2 separate regions of the Hordeum vulgare genome follow, and region 1 is linked to region 2. A link is a contact called in public Hi-C data. All regions are on one chromosome and are shown on one strand. The core of a region is the stretch at or near the end of the contact, and the rest is flanking DNA. Distances in the headings are between cores, read along the strand shown.

The links. A called contact is a pair of places that touch in the nucleus more often than the background predicts.
Region 1: a contact with region 2 is called in a Hi-C map of leaf, with 2.7 times the contacts expected there. The contact joins the promoter of LOC123430624 here to the promoter of LOC123427429 in region 2. A contact is called at or near these places in 2 of 6 Hi-C or Micro-C datasets (leaf and seedling).

What each region holds. Positions count from the first base shown.
Region 1 is chr2H:582,223,216-582,226,236 of MorexV3_pseudomolecules_assembly, reverse strand. LOC123430624 (beta-carotene 3-hydroxylase, chloroplastic-like) reads left to right here and starts at 1,534. Exons shown (of 6, transcript XM_045114479.1): 1 at 1,534-2,103; 2 at 2,239-2,298; 3 at 2,377-2,583; 4 at 2,692-2,817; 5 at 2,929-2,985. The coding sequence starts at 1,735.
Region 2 is chr2H:582,024,909-582,028,094 of MorexV3_pseudomolecules_assembly, reverse strand. It overlaps LOC123427429 (mechanosensitive ion channel protein 1, mitochondrial-like), which reads left to right and starts at 1,919. Exons shown (of 8, transcript XM_045111474.1): 1 at 1,919-2,080.

The DNA of each region.
Region 1 (3,021 bases), core at 285-2,784, 200 kb before region 2:
GCAGCGGGGTGTCCTCGACGACGACGCCTGCTGCAAAGCATCCAGTGATGTGGTGCAGAGCGGCGGCGTGGTAAGCAGTGTTGCGCTGTGCCCGGCGTTGCAACCAGGGGGCTCGTCGATTTTTTTATAGCATGACCCTTGCTGCGAATGGAGCTCCGATAGGGCTGCAATGAAGCATTGTCAGCCTTTCAATGGAGCTATGCTAGCACTGCCACGAAGCGTCGCCGGCAGTTGTCGGTGCTGCGATGCAGCGGTTGTCGACGCTACCCGGAGCTGCGGTGCAACCTCGGTGCTGCATCGGAGCTTCGCCGTCCGCTCCCTGTGCTGCAATGAACGATCGCCGGTGGTCCGAAGCTGCGATGCAACCTCAGAGTTGCAATGAAGCTTCGTCGGCGGCCCCAAAGCTGTGATGCAGCTCTCGGTGTTGCAATGGAGCTTCGCCGGCGGCTCCGGCTACTGTAGTGCAGCGCTTGCCGGCGGCGACTTTGATTCTTTTCCAGCGACGATGCATCGCCTTGCTATGGCGTCGATGTAAGCTGCAAGGGGCTGTTCACCAGCAAGAGGTGGCACTGTTGGGAGGACGAGGACGATGCCTTGTTGTGACAAAGGACAGGAGCGAAGCACTGATATAGCGAAATTGTGTTTGTCCGAGAAGGACCCCGTTGACTCATTCAACGTCTGTAGCGGTCTTGATGGAACGGTAGATAAGGCGGCTGATAACTTCCCAGTTATCAGCCGGTTGATTTGTAGTACGGGCCTTTCTATTAATGATGTAATTAGTCAGTTGATGCTTGGATTAGACGGTCTAAATTTGTAATTGGATTTGACCTCTCTTCATTTTAATGGTAGTAGATAAGTAGGAGAAAGAGGAGTGTCAAATGAGTCACCGCATTTACACTGCCCAACGGGTTACGTTCACGCAGCAGCAGTTCGATCATCGAGCGTATCTCACGACGGGGATGTCCGGATGTGTGCTCAAAAGAAAAGAAGTCTTTTTTTCTTACGAAGTTCGAAAAAAGATCTATTGATTTGGATACATCACATGCGGTCAATCCTCCAAACTCCCTGCGATTCCCCATTAAATGCCTGATGCGTACAACATAAGTCCATGCCGTGTCCGGCAAAGAGTTACGTGGACGGATCTCCATCAAACAGCAGCCCTCCGTTCTACACCGGCCGAACCCGCCGCGCTGTCGATCTGCTATTCTCGGCTTCTTTCTTCTCACCCTTTCCCTCGGTTTTCCCCGCGCACTTTTGAGTTTTTGACCCCATTCCATGGCGGCGAGGCCTCACGTTTCTCGGACCAAAGTATCCAATCCAACGGCGGGCGTCGCCGTGAGGTCTCGGTCCAGAGAAGAGAAGGGAAGCCGTGGCAGGAGCGTGTACTGCGCTTGGCCACACAATGCCCATCGGAGTAACGGATGCAGCCTAGTAGTTCGAACGATCTGACACGCGGTCACGGCCGTTGGATCGAATCGGACGGCTCGCGGGGCGCCCACGGCGCACTTCGATTTCCCTACTTCTTCCTCCACTCCAGATTTGCAGTTTCCCCACTTCTTCCTCCAGGTTTGCACACGCGTACGAGACCAAACCTCTCGGCGGCTTGACGTCTTTGCCTTGCTTCCACAGTGCACAGTCCAGTCACCCATCTCTTCTTCCTTCCCCTTTCGAGCTCCCGAGCTCCGTCAGTGTCCATTTATAGCCTGCTCGAAAGTGCAGTGAGAGTCCCCCTCCATGGCCGCTGGTCTCTCGGGCTCCACCATGGCCAGCTTCGCAGTCAAGAACCCTCTCCTCGCCGCCGCGCGGTACCGGACGCTGCCTTCCCGTGCCGGCCGGCCTCTCCCGTTCTCCCCGTTCACGCGGACGGCGCGCAGGAGGGGGCAAGAGACCGTCACGTGCTTCGTTCCGCAGGAGCCGGCGACGGTGCCGGTGCCTTCGCTGGAGGAAGAGGCGGCGTCCGCGGCGGCGCGGCGCGTGGCGGAGAGGAAGGCGCGGAAGCAGTCCGAGAGGCGGACGTACCTGGTGGCCGCCGTCATGTCCAGCCTAGGGGTCACCTCCATGGCCATCGCCTCCGTGTACTACCGCTTCGCCTGGCAAATGGAGGTACGTGCCACCCATTCGTTTTCGCCATCTTTCCTCGCCGTTCGTAGAGCCGTGATTTAAGTGCGTGGACGGTTGTAGTACACTACTTGACTGGCTGCCGTTGCTAAAACTCACATGCGCGCCGCGTTCGTGCAGGGCGGCGAGGTGCCGATGACCGAGATGCTGGGCACGTTCGCGCTCTCCGTCGGCGCGGCGGTAAGCTCGCGGCACCTTCGCACAACTCTTGCTCGCCGGCGGCGAAGGCCACCAGGCTAATATTCGGGCGTGATGCAGGTCGGGATGGAGTTCTGGGCGCAGTGGGCGCACAAGGCGCTGTGGCACGCGTCCCTGTGGCACATGCACGAGTCGCACCACCGGCCGCGCGACGGGCCCTTCGAGCTCAACGACGTCTTCGCCATCATCAACGCCGTGCCGGCCATCGCCCTCCTCGCCTACGGCTTCTTCCACCGCGGCCTCGTCCCCGGCCTCTGCTTCGGCGCGGTAAAGCCACCGCCATCCACTACACTAGTGCATCCCTCCGGCTGACCGGGGCCATCTGCAAGAACCATCCGATTAGGGTCTGACTCGCCACGTGTCTGCTTCCTACAGGGCCTTGGGATTACGCTTTTCGGGATGGCATACATGTTCGTCCACGACGGCCTGGTCCACCGCCGCTTCCCCGTCGGCCCCATCGCCGACGTGCCCTACTTCCGGCGAGTGGCTGCCGCTCACAAGGTACGTACGGCGAGCCTACCGGCCTCTCGCTCCCTGGAGCAGCACGTACCAACTTGGCGATGTCCTGAAAATTTTTGTGCTGATTATTATGTGGTCGTGGCTCCGTGGCAGATACACCACATGGACAAGTTCGAGGGCGTACCGTATGGGCTCTTCCTGGGACCCAAGGTGAGTGCGAGGCGCATGGCGCCTATCGTTTTGTCG
Region 2 (3,186 bases), core at 670-3,169:
ACGGACGCTCGTCGCCTACAACGGAAAAACGCGAAGACGCTCCTAATTGCTATTGAGCAGTTGGAGCGCGAGGCGAAGGAGGCAATGGAGGAGGTGGCTCTGGTCGTGAAATTGAAGCGGCACCAAGACAGGGTTGTGACGACCTACAAGCATAGGGATGGCAACAGAGTTTGAGGGTAGTATTTCACCCAATTTATTGATTTGACACAAGGAGGGCCAAGCAATATTTATGAGCCTTAGCAGTTGATTTGTCAATTCAACCACATCTGGAAAACTAAATATCTGCAGGAAAACGTTTAATAGCATGACAATATGATAGTTTGATAATAGTGGTAACATTAACAATAGTAACAGTAACAATACCAGTAGTAGTTTTGTAGTGATTGTAACAACAACATCAGTAGTAAGTTAGCTAAATCCAATATGAGAAAGGCATAGGCATTGGATCAGCGATGGATATTTGTATAAATGGATGACATTCATCATATAACAGTCACAACCTAGAGCCACACAAAACTAGCTGTAATTCATCAATGTAACGTAGGCATGTATTCCGTAAATAGTTATATGTGCTTATTATAAAAACTTGCATAACATCTTTTGTCCAACCCTCATGTGGCAGTGGGGTCCATAAGGAAAACTAAGGTATATCAATGCCTCCTTTTAATAGAGAATCGGAACAAAGCACTAACACATCGTGAATACATGAACTCCTCATACTACGGTCATCACGGCGGGGGTCCTAACTATTGTCACTCTGGGGTCTATGGATCATAACACATAATAGGACCATACAACTTGCAAGATAAGATCCAAAACACTCTCATATTCATAGAAACATGATAGTTCCAGATTTGAAATCATGGCACTCGGCTACGATCCAAAACACTCCTCATACTAGGTCATCACCGGAGGGGGTCCACGTGGGATGCCAATAATACGCTCCCAGACCGGGATACGATCAAGTTTGTATTCATCAACACATGTAACGTCATCATACTCTTTCATAACAACGTCGACGTATGGGAACAACTAAGGGCCACCGTTCATCACACAATTCCAGTCTCCTAGACACATAAACTGGCCAAGAAAGAGATTTGGCTTGAGAGCCTTGAAGACCATTCCTTGCGCCAGCGTCCACGCGTTCCTCATCGCCATAAACATGGCAACATGGCTGAAGGGTTTGAGAGTATGAACCCTAAAAATTACGAGCCACCTTGTTTCCTCAATCAAACCTTCAATCTCACCTAACAGAACAAGCTCATCCTCTTCTTCCCCATGGAGATTCACGCCCGAGAACCTGTCCTCCACGTTTGCCTCAGATCCGCGCATATCATGCCCATCTCTGCTTCCAAATGTGGCGACTGTCGGTGCCTTCCCATTGCTTGTTTTTGCCATGCGGACGGACAAGAGCAATCTAGACCACTCGGGGATCACGCCAGATCAGTCCACGACCAACCCGAACGCAATAATTGATGAGGGACACGAGGTAGATTTGAAATCCTAGCGGTGTGCCGCTAGGGGAAACCAGGAACCGTAGCTGCCCACGGGCAAAGGACTTCGGTTTGTCGAGTATCATATACTGTCTTTCGTGACAACGGGTTTCCATGTATGTAATCCTTGTATCATCAATGAAAAAAAAATATTTCGATCAAATCTTTGTGAAACAAGGTGAACACTTGCCCATGTCGGCTTCATGGCGGGCTGCTCCAAGAGAAAATTTGGGCTTCGTGGCCTTGGATGCATGATCCAGAAGGCCGAATCCCTCAGAGAAAAGAAAAGGAAGGAAAAGGGAAAGAAAATCCGAGCACGCACCGCACGACGCAGGGGGTGGGGCACGGAGGAGGTCCCACCCGCAGCCTCTCCACGACACCCCCTCGTTTCCTGTCCCGCAAGAAAGGCAAGCAGAGAGCAAAGGAAAATAAACCAGCGCAGCCCCCGTCGCCGTCGAGGCCTCCTCACGCCTCACACCCCCCATCCCACGCGGCCACGCCCCTCCGGGCCAGGTGTTGAAGCACCGCGGCGGGGACGAAGCAAGCGCGCCGCCGGCTCCCGGTCTCCTCCGCCTCTGCTCCCAAGCGTAAGCCCTCTTCGAATCACTGAGGCGCGGCTGGACCTCCCCTTTCCTCGATGCGGGTTCTTACTGTAGTTGGCGCGGCCGCAAGTAGTAGCCAGCGCCTTCCCCGTGCGCCGCGGGCTCCGTTTCCGGCGTGCGTTTCGATGCGAGTTTTGTTGCTGTTACTGACGCTCTTCCGCTGGTTCTGTGTCGCCCGATTCGAGGGTTTGTGCAAATGTATCATCCGGGGTTCAAGTAAGGATTGTTGATGCCTAGTTCGTTCGCTCGATTCCGACTGGAGACCCGAATTTCCCCCCCTATGACTACCCTGATTTTGATTGTGCGGAAGAATTACAGCCGCTGCGGTTTGGAAATTTTGGGTGCTTGTTGATACAAGCTATGTCAAGGATCACTTGCGTGGTCACTCTGCAATGTAGTTTTTGCCGTGCCTTGTTAGAAGATTTTGCCCCATCATTTGGTGCAAACGGGGTTTGCTGTTACGGTCGGGATGGATAGCGTGGTTTTCAGTTAGAGAAACAGGGATGGGTGTACTTCTGTCATGCGGGTGTTGATAATTAGTAGTTTCATACACATTGTTTCTCTGCCGGTCAAGTTCAAGTGAGAGTTGTGTTATGGTTTATCCTCATTTCTTTTAGTCATCGTTACCATTTCTGTTGCTTTAATTATGTTTCCAGCTGTTTGATGTGGACTTTTGTTTGTAACTGCTGCTCTTCCGCCAGTTTGATTTGGTGTTGCCTTAAGGTTTTATGCAAACATAGCATCCGGGTGGAGTAAGAATTGTTGGTTTATGGGTTGTTTATCCTATTCCAACTGGAGACCTGAATTTTCCCTCTGATTAATCTGATTTTGGTTGTGCTGACGAATTATTGTTGCTGTGATTGGGAAATTTGGAGTGCTTATCGTCAAAAGCTAAGCTATGGCAAGGATCGCTTTAGTGATCGCACACCCATTTGATTCAAATCACGGAGTTTGCTGTTATGGTTTGAGACAACAGCATGGTTAACAGTTAGAGAGGCAGATGACATCTGTCCTTTATCTTTTGATGTTTGAATACCTATGGTTTGCCGAACTCTTTGGCACCATGAAATTGAAGTTCTCATGATTGAAAA